Regions from separate parts of the Mus musculus genome. Here regions 2, 3 and 4 are each linked to region 1. Evidence: chromatin contacts called from public Hi-C and HiChIP or PLAC-seq data. All regions are on one chromosome and are shown on one strand. The core of a region is the stretch at or near the end of the contact, and the rest is flanking DNA. Distances in the headings are between cores, read along the strand shown.

Evidence for each region. Hi-C and Micro-C count contacts between places; a contact is called where the count stands out from the background. HiChIP or PLAC-seq counts read pairs in DNA pulled down with a chosen protein or histone mark.
Region 2: a contact with region 1 is called in an H3K4me3 HiChIP or PLAC-seq map of forebrain, with 3 times the contacts expected there. The contact joins two enhancer-like sites. A contact is called at or near these places in 13 of 39 promoter capture datasets (the 3T3-L1 cell line, 3T3-L1-derived adipocytes, the C10 cell line and 7 more), 34 of 484 Hi-C or Micro-C datasets (the AML12 cell line, B cells, the C3H10T1/2 cell line and 22 more), 23 of 115 datasets of contacts at active chromatin or transcription factors (bone marrow-derived dendritic cells, bone marrow-derived macrophages, craniofacial prominence and 16 more) and 4 of 9 other capture datasets (adipose tissue, embryonic stem cells, liver and 1 more).
Region 3: a contact with region 1 is called in a Hi-C map of liver, with 2.1 times the contacts expected there. The contact joins two enhancer-like sites. A contact is called at or near these places in 8 of 484 Hi-C or Micro-C datasets (bone marrow-derived macrophages, brain, cortical neurons and 4 more), 9 of 115 datasets of contacts at active chromatin or transcription factors (bone marrow-derived macrophages, embryonic basal ganglia, embryonic limb bud and 5 more) and 3 of 9 other capture datasets (adipose tissue, liver and pancreatic islet).
Region 4: a contact with region 1 is called in a Hi-C map of bone marrow-derived macrophages, with 28 read pairs. The contact joins two enhancer-like sites. A contact is called at or near these places in 10 of 39 promoter capture datasets (3T3-L1-derived adipocytes, the C10 cell line, HPC-7-derived erythroid cells and 7 more), 1 of 484 Hi-C or Micro-C datasets (bone marrow-derived macrophages), 7 of 115 datasets of contacts at active chromatin or transcription factors (bone marrow-derived macrophages, cardiomyocytes, craniofacial prominence and 4 more) and 4 of 9 other capture datasets (adipose tissue, embryonic stem cells, liver and 1 more).

The regions. Positions count from the first base shown.
Region 1 is chr9:63,108,034-63,111,409 of GRCm38.p6, reverse strand. Gm35658 (a long non-coding RNA gene) reads right to left here. Exons shown (of 3, transcript XR_870837.2): 3 at 3,177-3,376. Among named protein-coding and RNA genes, the nearest start is that of Gm35658, 16 kb to the right of the region's middle. Within about 2 kb of position 2,074, at least 200 of the 459 cell types and tissues checked have an H3K27ac peak or open chromatin away from gene starts, as enhancers often do. A contact at or near this core is called in adipose tissue, bone marrow-derived macrophages, forebrain and 1 more, where this site is marked.
Region 2 is chr9:62,966,333-62,969,451 of GRCm38.p6, reverse strand. All of the region lies in intron 1 of Pias1 (protein inhibitor of activated STAT 1), which reads left to right. Among named protein-coding and RNA genes, the nearest start is that of Gm35574, 13 kb to the left of the region's middle. Within about 2 kb of position 1,396, at least 14 of the 459 cell types and tissues checked have an H3K27ac peak or open chromatin away from gene starts, as enhancers often do. A contact at or near this core is called in forebrain and liver, where this site is marked.
Region 3 is chr9:62,892,764-62,896,003 of GRCm38.p6, reverse strand. It overlaps Pias1 (protein inhibitor of activated STAT 1), which reads left to right. Exons shown (of 14, transcript NM_019663.3): 9 at 13-173; 10 at 2,745-2,875. Among named protein-coding and RNA genes, the nearest start is that of Calml4, 36 kb to the right of the region's middle. Within about 2 kb of position 1,318, at least 6 of the 459 cell types and tissues checked have an H3K27ac peak or open chromatin away from gene starts, as enhancers often do. A contact at or near this core is called in adipose tissue, bone marrow-derived macrophages and liver, where this site is marked.
Region 4 is chr9:62,874,580-62,877,827 of GRCm38.p6, reverse strand. It overlaps Calml4 (calmodulin-like 4), which reads right to left. Exons shown (of 5, transcript NM_138304.2): 5 at 1,910-2,351. The coding sequence ends at 2,254. Among named protein-coding and RNA genes, the nearest start is that of Calml4, 18 kb to the right of the region's middle. Within about 2 kb of position 1,412, at least 26 of the 459 cell types and tissues checked have an H3K27ac peak or open chromatin away from gene starts, as enhancers often do. A contact at or near this core is called in bone marrow-derived macrophages, where this site is marked.

The DNA.
Region 1 (3,376 bases), core at 825-3,324:
AGAAGATGGACATGAGTGACTACTCATGGCTTCTCAGTCCTGTGACAGAGGATGGTAAATGCACCTGTGACAACACACAAGTGCGCCTTGACATCAACCTCCCATTTGTTTATAATGAAGGGCAGCTGACCCACAGCCACCTCTGCCTTCTGCATGCAGTCTGCGTGCGTGTGTGTGTGTGTGTGTGTGTGTGTGTGTGTGTGTGTGTGTCTGTGTGTCTGTGTGTCTGTGTGTCTGTGTGTCTGTGTGTGCGCGCGCACTCTCGAGCGTGCAGGAGCGAGCAGGAGTTCCACAGGCACAGTGCAGGAGGTAGCTGAACTCCAGGAGAGACTCCACAGTGGGTGTGACATGTTACCTGCTGCTCATTACACCCTCACAGCTTGAAAGCTCCTTGAATTACCCAAGTTGGCTCCTGTCCTTCAAGGCTAGCCTGTACCATCAGCCACTGGAGGAGGCCACATTCTTAGGAAATACAATAAAAGGAAGCAGTCAGTCTGGGGGATGTAGCCAGGTGAAAAAGCATGCTTGCATGATTTAACATGCAAGATCCTGGCCTTACACACACACCCTTGCATGCACACACATACGCAGGAAGTATTAAGAGGTATTTTGAGAATGGTAGGTCTGAGATGGTGATAAGCACCATTCCTTAGTAAGAAGTATTAGTAACAATCCCTCCCTTAGAAAGGGCTGTGTGTACAGCACTGTCTCTCTCGGCTTCTCTTTACTTACTCATTTGGATTTCTTTTCTTCCTTTCTTTTCTTTTTCTTTTTTTTTTCCTTTTCTTCCTTTCTTTTTTTTTTTTTTTTTTTTTTTTTTTTTAGATCCTTTGAGTACCTCTGGTTGACCTGGAGATCACAGTGATTGGCATGCATTTATTTTCAAGTGCTGGGAGGCCTGCTTCATTTACTTTTGATTTTTATAAAAGTGCATATATTTTCCATTATGGTGGTGCATGCAGCTCTTGGGATGCATAATCAGGCAGACCTCCGAGTTTCAGGCCACCCTGCCCTACATAGCAAGTCCTAGGACAGCCAGTCTATACCGTGAGACTTTCTCAAAAGTAAATATAGAAAGAAAGGAAGGGAGGAAGGGAGGAAGGAAGGGAGGAAGGAGACTGTTAACGTGTGTGGAGGTCTGCGGACATGCAAGGATCACTTCTCTCCTCCCATCATGGGTTCCTGGGATGGAACTCAGGTCCTAAGGTTTATACCTGCTAAGCGTCCACATACAAACTTTTCATATTTTTGAGACAAATTCTCACTTTATAATTCAGGCTGGTTTTAGACTTAACTGTATAGCCCAGGCTAGACTCCAACATGCATTCCCCCTGCCTCAGCATCCTGAATGCTGAGATTACAGGCATGCACCACCACACCCAGCCTGAAATGACTGAATAAGTATATTTATCTGAATTTGAAGGGCCTCCAGGAACCAGCAGTAGGAAGGCAGTATTTGCATTTTAAGAGCTGGAAAGCCTCCAGCTGACTGCTTGCGTTTATGTCTGGATGGCCCGGCCACTTGGGAACTGTGCCATTCCACAAGTGACTTACCTGTTCTTAGCTTCTCTGCCTTCATCTTTAAAGTGAAAATAATAGTACACATTTTATTACTGGGAGGAGGCTGGGCCAGCCTTTCAGTGACCAGAGCATCTGTGATGTTCAAAGGGTGTGGGCAGCCAGGGAGAATTATCCAACTAATAGTATAATTACCTTATTACGTTAACAGTATCACTTCAAAGGGATATTGGGAGGAAGGTACACGCAGAGGAACACGGCAGAGGCCGGTAGTGCGTGCTGTCAACATTATTCAGGTCCCTATTTTGCAAATGAGGAAATCAAACCCCTGATGCAGAACATGAAGCTAGTGGGTGGCAGGGCTGGCCCTGAAGTCCAGGCGGGTCCAGTATCCTCCAGCTGCCCAGCTGGGATGCAGACAACCCCCGCCCCCGCCAGAAGGCACCCTGGGAACGGAAAGCTGGCCGCCCTCCAAGTCCTAGGGCGCCCTGGAGCTGAGTCCTGCTGCCCCTCCCCCACTCGGGAACAAAGTGCACTTCTGCAGTTGGGGGAACATTCCAGCAAACCGAAAGCACTGCGGGGATGACCCAGCGGCTGCTTCCCGCAAAGGGGCGCGAGAACATCGTGGGCCCTAGACCGGCCTTCGGGGACCGCCCGCACCGGCCGGGGTGTGCACCCGCAGTTGCACGCAAGGAATCCTCTGTCGGGTTAGTGATGCTTGGCCAGGACAGGCGTCCCGCCAAGCAAGCGCACAGCTCGCTCCTGCTCTCCCTGCCGCCCCTAGCTCTTCCTGTTCTGGAAAATAAGGACAAGGAGAGCCTGCAGAGTGAGCTCCTGTGATCCCACAGTAGACCATAGCCTTTCGTTTTGGTTGTACGCCCCCCATCCCCATACTTTGCCCAGTATTTGCACGCATGGCCACATGGATTAACAATGGGGTCCCACCATTGTACAGTTGATATTTAACCCACTTTTCAGAGCAGTTTTAGGTTAACAGAAACTTGTAGGATACCCTTTCGGGCCTCTTTCCCAGCATCCCCAGCTCCTCTGGTTTGGCTTTTTGCTTTTCTAACCCTGGATCCACAGAATCTCTGCATTTCTATTCACTACTCGGTTGAAGGGCCGATCTGTACTGAAAAGTCATCAGCTTTTGGCAAAGGCAGCCGTCACTGCAGAATCCTGCTCCCCCTTCAGCCTGTGCTGGTTAATGTTAATTGTCAACTTGGTAAGCTCTGGAGTTACCCCAAGATGGGCCTCTGGCCATGCCTGTGGGGACTTATCTTGACTTTTTTTTTTTTTTTTTTGGTTTTTGAGACAGGGTTTCTCTGTGTAGCCCTGGCTGTCCTTGAACTCACTTTGTAGACCAGGCTGGCCTCGAACTCAGAAATCCTCCTGCCTCTGCCTCCCGAGTGCTGGGATTAAAGGCGTGTGCCACCACGCCCAGCTATCTTGACTTTTTTTTAATGGAGGTGGGAAGACTCACCCACTGTGGACAGAATCATTCCTGGCGCTAGGATCTTGGACCAAGTACATGGAGAGCCAGAGCTGGGCAGCAGATGAGTTGACTTCTCCACCTTGAACTGTGGCAAAAATGCACCCTTTCCCTCTCAAATTGCTTTCGTCAGGGAGAAAAATAAGACACAGCCCCAGAGCAGCACTGTAGTTTTCTGGTTTTGTCTGTTTTTATTTCTTTATGTTTTCATCTCTATGTTTTTGTTTATTCCACAGTGCCCTTTGTGAATTTTTCAGAATGGCTTCCTTCACTAAGTAGTATGTTCTTAAGTTTCTTTCATGTTTTTGTTTTTGTTTTTATAGCTGAGAGCTCATTTATTAAGTCTGCTTAATTATATCCCATGGT
Region 2 (3,119 bases), core at 147-2,646, 140 kb after region 1:
TGTTTCTCAGACTCCTGGTGTTTCCCTGGGTATATCTAGGTCAAAACCATTTTTCTAGTACCAGTAGGACTTTGTTTGGTATGCTGACAATTACAACATCAGTGATGAATAAAGCCATTGTGATTTTCAAGATCCCTGCTGTGGTGTGACTGAATTATACCAGTGGTATAGTCTCATCATCAGACTTTTGGAATTGAAATAGATATATGCTTTAAAAATAAAACAAACTGGACAGGTTATGTGTCTGGATAGTAGAGTGTTTGCCTAGTTTGCCTGAGGTCCTCAATATGATTCTCAACACACACACACACACACACACACACCCACACACACACACACTTTCTCTTCCTCTCTCTTTCTCTCTATTTCTTTTTCTCTCTCTCAAGTAAAAGTGCACACACATGGTGTGGGAACTCAGGAAGACTGCCTGGTTACATTTAATGCCCTTGATGAAGGAATAAAAGTTAGTGATTTGTCATTGAGTCCGTCTTAGCTTACCTTTTAGAGCGTGTTGTTTGAAGTGCTTCTCCTGGTAGCAGGCCTGATGATTAGCTCAGAAAAGAGCTTTGTGCAGTTGTTGAGCTGCAAACGAAACTAGCTGCCTTTCTAAGTAGAACACTATTTTTACTTGAAATAATTGCTTGGCAAAGTGTGGTTATACAGAACAGGGTGGGATTTGGCATACATTTTCCTGAAAATAAAGTAAGCCTGTCACTACAAGGAAAACAACTGACAGTATTCATTGCTAATGATAAAATTTAAGCTTTCAAGGGGAAATTGAATTTTGGAAAACTACTGCACTTGCCACTAAGAGTTTGACAGATTGCACACTTTACTCCTTTGATGCAATTGGTGTGATATGAGTAAGCGAGCTATGCTTTAGACAGTAGTGAGCTGCATCACTTTTTGAAGAAGTGTGGAACTTGGCAAATTCTCCATGTTTTGACATGAGATTTCATGTAGCCTAGGCAGGTTTTGGACTGTGGATGTAGCTCAGCGTGACCCTCCTGCCTCTTTCAAGTGCTAGGATTTTAGGTGTGGAACCACCATGCTCAGCTGAACTCAACTTTTTTTTTTTAAATAACCAGTGCATGGTTTTATAAAGTCATGTATGAGAAAAAAAGATCAATTGGAGTGGAGATTAGACCAATGAATTTTTGTTTGTTGAGATAGGATTTCATGTAGTCCTAACTGGTTTTAAATTTGTTTTTGTTGTTGTTTTGAGAAAGGGTCTCAGGGATCCCAGGCTAGCCTCAAGTTCTCTATGTACCTAAGATGACCTTGAACTTGTGATCTTTCTGTGTTCACTTTTAAAGTGTTAGGATTATAGACATGTACCACATTGTTTGTTTTTTGTAGTGCTAGAAATTGAACTCAGGGCTTCCCAGGGTTTCCTGCTAGATAAACACTCTACTAAATGGAACTATAGTCCAGGCACTGACCTTCGACCTCCTTTTCTCCTCTTTGCACTTACCAAATGCTGGTATTACAAATGTGTACCACCATGCTTTGAAATGACTTTTGGTTTTTTGAGACAGAGTTTCTTTATATAGTCCTGTCTAACAATGAACATTTGTTATTTATTAAAAGTCATTTTGAAAGTCAGGTGTGGTAGTGCACACCTTTAATCCCAGCACATGCCTTTTGAGTTTCTGTGCTGACTTCCCTCAGTGATGGACTGTTAACGTAGGATATACTACAATTAAATAAGAAACCCCTTCCTGGAGTTGCTTTTCGGTCATGGTGATTATCACAGCAATAGAAACTCTAATTAAGACAAAATCCAATGTTTTCTGTTTTGATTTGTAATACAGTAGATTTTTCTTTTTCTTTGTAGTCCTGGGGTTCAAACCCAGGGCCTCTTCTCTGATAGGCAAAGAGTTCTTCCATTGAGCTTCAGCTCCAATCCTAGTAACTTAGTTTTGATAGATTCAACACAAAGGGAAAGGGCTATCTTCCGTTTCCTTCCCTCCCTCCCTCCCTTCCTTCCTTTCTTCCTTCCTTCTTTTTTTTTTTTTTTTTTTTTTTGTATAAAATAGAGTTTATTCAGGGCATAGGGAGGGAAGTTAAGAGGGTAGTAGAGGCAGAGAAAGGCAGAGAGAGGGAGAGAGTAGAGAAGTAGAAGTCGGCCATGAACATGTGGAGAGAGGGGGAAGGGAATAGGGAAGGGAGGGAGGAAGGGAAGAGCCCAAGGGGGCAAGAGAGAAACAAGAGAACAAGAGAGGCAAGAGCCTCCATTTTCAAGATTATAAAAACTGTGATAATGTAAATATTTTTTGAAAAAATATGAAGAGTTATACTACAGGAATTTCTAGTTTCAAATGAGACTATCCCTTTTACTCCATTTCTGACATTTTTTTATAGTTTAAAAGACAAAAAACCGTTTGCTTATAGAAAAAGTATCCACTAACAAGTTAGCCAACCCATAGCTGTTAGTGATGTCCTGTATCTCTGCAGCCAGTGTGCTGGATGAATGTGCTGGAAGTGCTTTCGATCTTTAACGGTATGAGGAATATTTATTTTTTTGTTGTTTATTTTATTTGTTGGTTTTTTGAGGTTATGTCTCAACCCTGCATTGTCATGAATGAGAAGTGTATGGACAAATGAACAGTCTGTGAGATGTGCTCTAACCCAATTGTAGCTAATAATTTCCTCTCTAGCAGAGCTTAGCTCTTGCAAATATATCTGTGATTGATTTATAATTTACATGTTTTTTTCTATCTCTCCCTTTTGGGATGAAAGCCAAACAGCTATACAACTGGGTCCTTTTACATTTTTGTCTACACTTTTTTCCTCATTCTTTGACAACTTCGTATATGACAATGCATATAATACATTCAGGTCACCCTACCCCTGCCTACACTTCTTAGGGTTCTAGTCACGCCATCCTCTGTCTGCACTTACGATTCTGGTCATCCCAGCCCATCTGTATTTCTCAGGATGGAGTCTGGAAAACTGGCTTCTCCTTTCCTCCAGTGTCTTTGTAGGATTTTGAGACTGAAAGAAAATCAGATGAGGTGCATGTCTGTAACCCTATCACTTGAGTGGTTGAGGCAGAAGGATTGCTGTAAGTTTGAGGTCAACCTAAGTTCCATAGGGAGTCTAAGGCTAGCCTAGGA
Region 3 (3,240 bases), core at 69-2,568, 210 kb after region 1:
CCTTCCTTAAAGCTTGGGAAAATGCGACTGACAATCCCCTGTCGGGCACTTACCTGCTCCCACCTTCAGTGTTTTGATGCAACTCTTTACATTCAAATGAATGAGAAAAAACCAACATGGGTTTGTCCTGTCTGTGATAAGAAGGCCCCATATGAACACCTTATTATTGACGGGTATGTATGTTTCTATCTCTTTTTGTTTTTCTGCTATTCAAGTTTGTTGCCATCAGGTTTGAGATAAAACCTAGAGGTAATTTTTTCAAAGGTGTTTGTTTATGGAATTTTCATTATTCTAGAAATCAGTGAGTAACTAAAAGTGAGTAACTAGTATTGTAAATATTTTTCATCTTTTAGGATTTTTAAAAAACATTTATTTGGGAAGGTACATTGTAAACATATAGCAGTTAGAAGACAGCATTGGAGAGTTGGTTCTTTTCTTCTACCATCTATATTTTGAGGATCAAACTTGGGCTGTTAGGCTTAGTGGCAGGAACCTTTCCACCATCTTGGTGTCTCTCCCATCTTTAAAACATTTTTTTAAAGATTGATTGATTGATTGATTTTGTATGAGTACACTGTAGCTGTTTTCAGACACACCAGAAGAGGGCATCAGATCCCATTACAGATGGTTATAAGCCACCATGCGGTTGCTGGGAATTGAACTCAGGACCTCTGGAAGAGCAGTCATTGCTCTTAACTGCTGAGCTATCTCTCCAGCCCTTTAAAATACTTTTTAACATTGGTTTTATTTATGGCTGTATATATTCTACTTGTTGTGAAAACACATGCTTTTTCCTCTTTTTTTTCAGCACCTTCTGTTTATTATTTTAAAGCAGTAATTCTAAGCAGACGATATACGTGTGTGTGTGTGTGTGTGTGTGTGTGTGTGTGTGTATTGAGTACATCTAAGACCTACAAAGTGCATGCATTAAGAGGATGCATGATCAAATTTTGAGATTCTAGCAATTGAAACTCATCCAATAAGTAAATAAATAAACAAACAAATAGCTTTTGGTCCTAAACAAATGGCTTAGCAGTTAAGAGCTATACTGCTTTTATAGGTCACCCAAGTTCAGTTCCCAGCTCCAGTGTATCTGATAACCTTTTCTGGTTTCCATGTGCACATACCCCCCCCCCCCCCACACACACACACACAAATAATTTAAGCAATTTGTAAATACTACAGGTTCTTTTCAAAGTTGGGCTTTTTAGAAGAAGCTTGGCTTCTGTCCTGTCCACCAAGCCCTGCCACTTCTGTCCACTGTCAGGGCTCCCAGCCAAGGACAACCAGCTGATAGCAGTTCCTGTTGTTCTGCAGCTTCTGTTTCTAGCCTTGCCTTTCCCCTTTTGTGTTTTCGGTCTCTGTCCTCACCATTGCACACAGTGAGCAGAGGTTCTCCTTCTTAGCCATCTGTCTGTTGGTCTTGACCTGTTGATATTTGCCTGAGTCTGCCATTCCCCTTAGGTTTCTGGTTGCCTTTTTGCCACTGAACAAGAAACAAGGAAATGCATTGTGAAAAGAGAAAAATGCCTCCCTAATATTTCTAGTATTCTTCAGCAAAATACTCAAACAAGACAGATTATTTATAGTATATGAGAAAACATAAGAGCCTTGAAGACAATAATACAAGAATTGAATGTATTTGTCAATAGACTTACAACCCAGAGCTTTAAAAATGTTGAGTCTTGGGAGAATATGAGGAAGTAGTGTTTCCTGTTAGATTTTTCAGAAATGAAATGATAACTAATTTATAAATTTAGACTAATAGTAATATTTTACCACCTCTGTATAGTATTTATCTTAGTTCTTCCTTTTCTTATAATACAGATCTCTCTCGCTCTTTCAAAAACAGAACAGGAAATAAAAGGCATTTTTAATAAAACTTCTAGTTTAGTTTTTACATAAATTTTGATTATATGCTACTAATAACTTTTAGTACCAGTATATTTTATTTGGATTTAACTGTTGGTTGAACATCTTTTAAAATTTTATTTGTTTTATGTATATGAGTACACTGTAGCTTACTTCAGACACACCAGAAGAGGACATCAGATCCCATTTCAGATGGTTGTGAGCCACCATGTGGTTGCTGGGAATTGAACCCAGGACCTTTGGAAAAACAGTGTTCTTAACCACTGAGCCATCTTTCTAGCACTGGTTAGACATTTTTATATATATCCCTTCAGTTTATCAGATAAGATCTTTTAGCAATTTGCAAATATAGAATATAAAGTATAAAGAAAAAATTGAATGTATATAAAATTACCATCTAGAGATCATTAGTGTGTGCTTTTATTCACACACAGAATCTTGTTTTGAGATATGTTATTCCTTAACCACCTCAGTTTTTGTGAACATTTTTCTGTATCCTTAAAACTCTTGGGGATGAGATAAGGTGCTTGCTGCCAAGCCCAACAGCCTGAGTTTAAGACTTAAAACCCATGGGTGGAAGTAGAGAACGAACTCATACAAGTTGTCTTTAGACCTCCACATATGCACTGTGGCACCTACCCACCCATATAGCACAAACTAAAGAAATATTTTTAAGTTGTCGTTTCTTTCCAGGTTCCATGGCATCTTTATGTAAACTGTTTCCCGTGTAGCGCATGTGTGAGGGTGAATGTAGTTTGTCTGCTCTACTTCCCTGTCTTCCATTTACCTCTCATAAAACACCTGTGATCTAAGTGTTCTGAATTATGGTTCTCATGTCTCTTCACTTAAAACATGTTCTATTGTCTGTCTAGGTTGTTTATGGAAATTCTAAAGTACTGCACAGACTGTGACGAGATACAGTTTAAGGAGGATGGCTCGTGGGCTCCAATGAGGTCAAAGAAGGAGGTTCAAGAAGTCACTGCCTCCTACAATGGAGTTGATGGTGAGTGGCTTCCCTTGGCCTGGGTGGTTGCTTGCTGTTGTGCTACACCATGGTTTTTAATATAGAAATGCAGACTGTTGAAATTACTGAGCAGTGCAAATAGCTCAGTAATTCTTAGGTTATTGATTAAATGTCCACAAATAGCAGGATTCCTTTTAAATCAACTTTTTGCAAGCCTTAAGATGTTTATGGTACTAGATTTTCTTTTTTTCTTCTTTTTTTGTTTTCCTTTAGTTTTGTTTTGTTTTAGACTTTGGAGTCTCATATTTTGTATTCGCTTGGCTCTGCCTCCTGAATGCTAAGACCAAAGGTGTGCAGCACCATACTCAGCTACTTTTCTTTAAATATTTTCGTATATGTGGGGA
Region 4 (3,248 bases), core at 163-2,662, 230 kb after region 1:
GGATATCTGAGATCAAGGCCAGTCTGGTCTGCAGAGCAAGTTCCAGAACAGCCAGGACTACACAGAGAAACCCTGTCTCAGAAAAAGCCAAGGAAAACAAAAACACAAAGCCTACACTGGAAGGCTGGAGGTGTTTGGCAGAACGATTGCCTGGCATGTGTGGAACATTGTCAGTCCCCAGTGTCAAGTAAAAGAGGCACAGTATACACCTGTCGTCTCAGCACCCGGGAGGTGGGGGCAGGGTCAGAAGCACAAGGGCATCGTCCACAAATTTGAGGTAAATTTGGGAATCATGAGATCCTGTCTTTAAAAAAAAAAAGTCACTGACAGACATCAGAACGGTAGGAAGTGCCTCTGGTGTAGGGCCCAGCCTCTTCCCACTCTGCCCCACACAGGGCATCAGCATGGAACATCTGTCAGATCTCGGATTCTAGAGTGGTGAGCAGATGTGATTCTAAAGCTGTGGCTAGAGTCAGAGGTGCTGGGGTCTGGAACCTTCCCACTCAACAGAAATACATAACCGACTCTCTGGAGTCTACGTCTAGTCTTCCCCAGGAGGACTTATCATGGGAATTAGGAAGTTTTGCTGTGTTTTGTCTGTACTTACTCTGGCTCCCTAAAACAGCCCAGAAATTCTACATTTTTATCTGTGTTTCCCAGGCAGACTCTTGCATTATATCTCATGTTAGCCTCAAACCAACATCCTCTTTGAAGGGATGTGCCAGTTATTTAGCTTTTTTGGGTTTGTTTTGTTTGTTGGTTGGTTTGGTTTTGTGTTTTTTGGGGTTTTTTGTTTTTTGTTTTTTTTTTTTCTTTTTGTATTGTTGGCTTGTTTATTTTTGGAGGTTTTTTGGTTTTTGTATTAAAGAAATTTGCCAGGTTGCTTATAATCAAGCTACTCAGGGGACACATAGTATCTACTCCCAGGAAAATGAGGCTCTCCCTTCAATTGTCTTCTGTTTGGTCTGAGCCATCCAGCATATGTGAGGTAGCTGAACCCAGGTTGCCGGTGTTTAGTTCCCTGGAGTGTTTCCACTCTTAGCCCTTAGTAAGATGTGTGTCTTGTCTGCTTCCCCAGAGACCCTTGTGTCTTGATATGTCTTTCTACTTTCGTATAAGGCACAAAGCCACAGGCAGTCCTGACACAAAGGAATGAAGGTCTTCATGTTTAGAGCTCTGCACCCTACGTCTGCTGGAGTGTTGCGTGGGTTTCCTGGCTATCCTGGCTAGGACACTGGTTCCCACTGTGGCCTTCAGGGCCTCTCAGATTCTGGCCATGACATGGTGCATCTCCTTATTCTGTTAGTCCCAAGAGAATGGCTGAAAGTCATGATCACCTCGGGTCACTTGAGCAGACCATCCTAGTTCCTGTAACCTAACAGTGGCCCCGGGCCCAGCTTCAGCAAACTGCCAGGAGCATCAGAAAGACGTGCTTAACTCCACGAGGCCTCCCACTTCCTTTGGTGTGGGATATCAACCAACCGTACACTCCTCTAATGTTTGTTTTGACTTTATACCTCTTTATGAAAAAGCTTCCTACACTTGGTCTGGCCAGGGAGATGGAAATGAAGATTTATCAGTGGGATTGTAGAACTATAAGAAATGAGAACAAGAAAATGAAACTCCAGAAAGGAAATGGGTGTGTCGTGTGTGTGTTCATGTGCTATATGCTTGTGCTGTGTCTGTGTACACTGTTTGTTGCTGTATGTGCTCTATGCTTGTTGCTCTATATGTGTGTGCAAGTGTGTGCATGCGTGTACACGCACTCTGTGCTTGTTGCCTGTTCCCAGCCAACCTCAGCTTTATCTTAGAAATGTTGAAGGTTGTTTTTGCACCCAAAGCAGACTGGTCTTCTGGGCAGACTGTTCTTTTAGAGAAACACTACCAGGGAAACACCAATTCCACATGCTTTGAAGTTGCCAACCATTTATTTTCAGTCACAATCTTCATCCTTATGAGGTCCAAAGGCTTTGAGAAGTACAATGGGTGAGGGGATGATGTTGCAGAGGCAGCACTGGCACACAACCCTGACTACAAATCATAGGGCTAGACTATGCTGCAAATGGCTAGACTAATGTTAGTACCGAAATCAAGACAGACCTTATTACAGTTATCCAATGCCATGGCTACATCATTTATTGGTACTTATGCCATGCAGTGGTTGTGTCATCTCTAGACTTCCCTTACAAAAAGGAATCAGTCTAGGTTTTCAGGCCCCGAAGGCTCTCATCTGCTCTCTTGATCTTGGCTCCCTTAGTAGTCTCGCACAGGAATGGTGATCCTCTGGATAAACGTGTCATATTTCACTTGGCCGTTTGGTTCAATGCCTGCTTCCTTGAAAAGATCATCCACTGCAATAAATCACATTACTGTTTCAATTTGGATCTGCTGATGTTAGGGGTCTCCAGAAGTCTTCCCTGAGAATCTGATAGACTGTTCCCCATGGACTGGGATACAAGCCAAAATGGGAGAATAATCTGCTTACAAGAACCCAGAACTTTTTCTTTCTGCAGGGCCTAGGATACGAGAACAGAGTACACTGGATCGGTCACTGAGGCTGCCTTGTACTTGATTTTAATTTTTTAAACATCTTTTGGAGGGGAGGCATGCATACCACACATGTGGAGGTCAGAGCACAGCTTGTGGGCATCAGCTCTCTCCTTCCACCATGTGGGTTCCAGAGATCAGCAGGCTTGGCAGACCTCTGTCTGTCTTTCAAGAAACCTTTAGCATGGATGTTGTACCTGTGCAGCCCACCCTTGTAACCTCCCAGTCACAGGGGCATCGTCCATGGCTCCAAACACAGCCACACTAATCTAGGCTCACACATGCACCTCTCCTCCACAAAAACCCACCTCTCCCCTTGCTGCCCCCCACCAATGGAATACTGAGTGGCAAGAGGTCGGTTACTCTACAATCTAGTCTACAAGAGGTCTGTTACTCTACAATCTAGTCTACAAGAGGTCTGTTACTCTATAGTCTAGTCTACAAGTGTCTGTTACTCTGTAGCCTAGTCTGCAAGTGTCTGTTACTCTATAGCCTAGTCCGAAAGTGTCTGTTACTCTATAGTCTAGTCCGCAAGTGTCTGTTACTCTATAGCCTAGTCTGCAAGTGTCTGTTACTCTATAGCCTAGTCCGCAAGTGTCTGTTACTCTATAGCCTAGTCTGCAAGTGTCTGTTACTCTGTAGCTTAGTCTGCAAGAGTCTGTTACTCTGTAGCCTAGTCTGCAAGTGTCTGTTACTCTGTA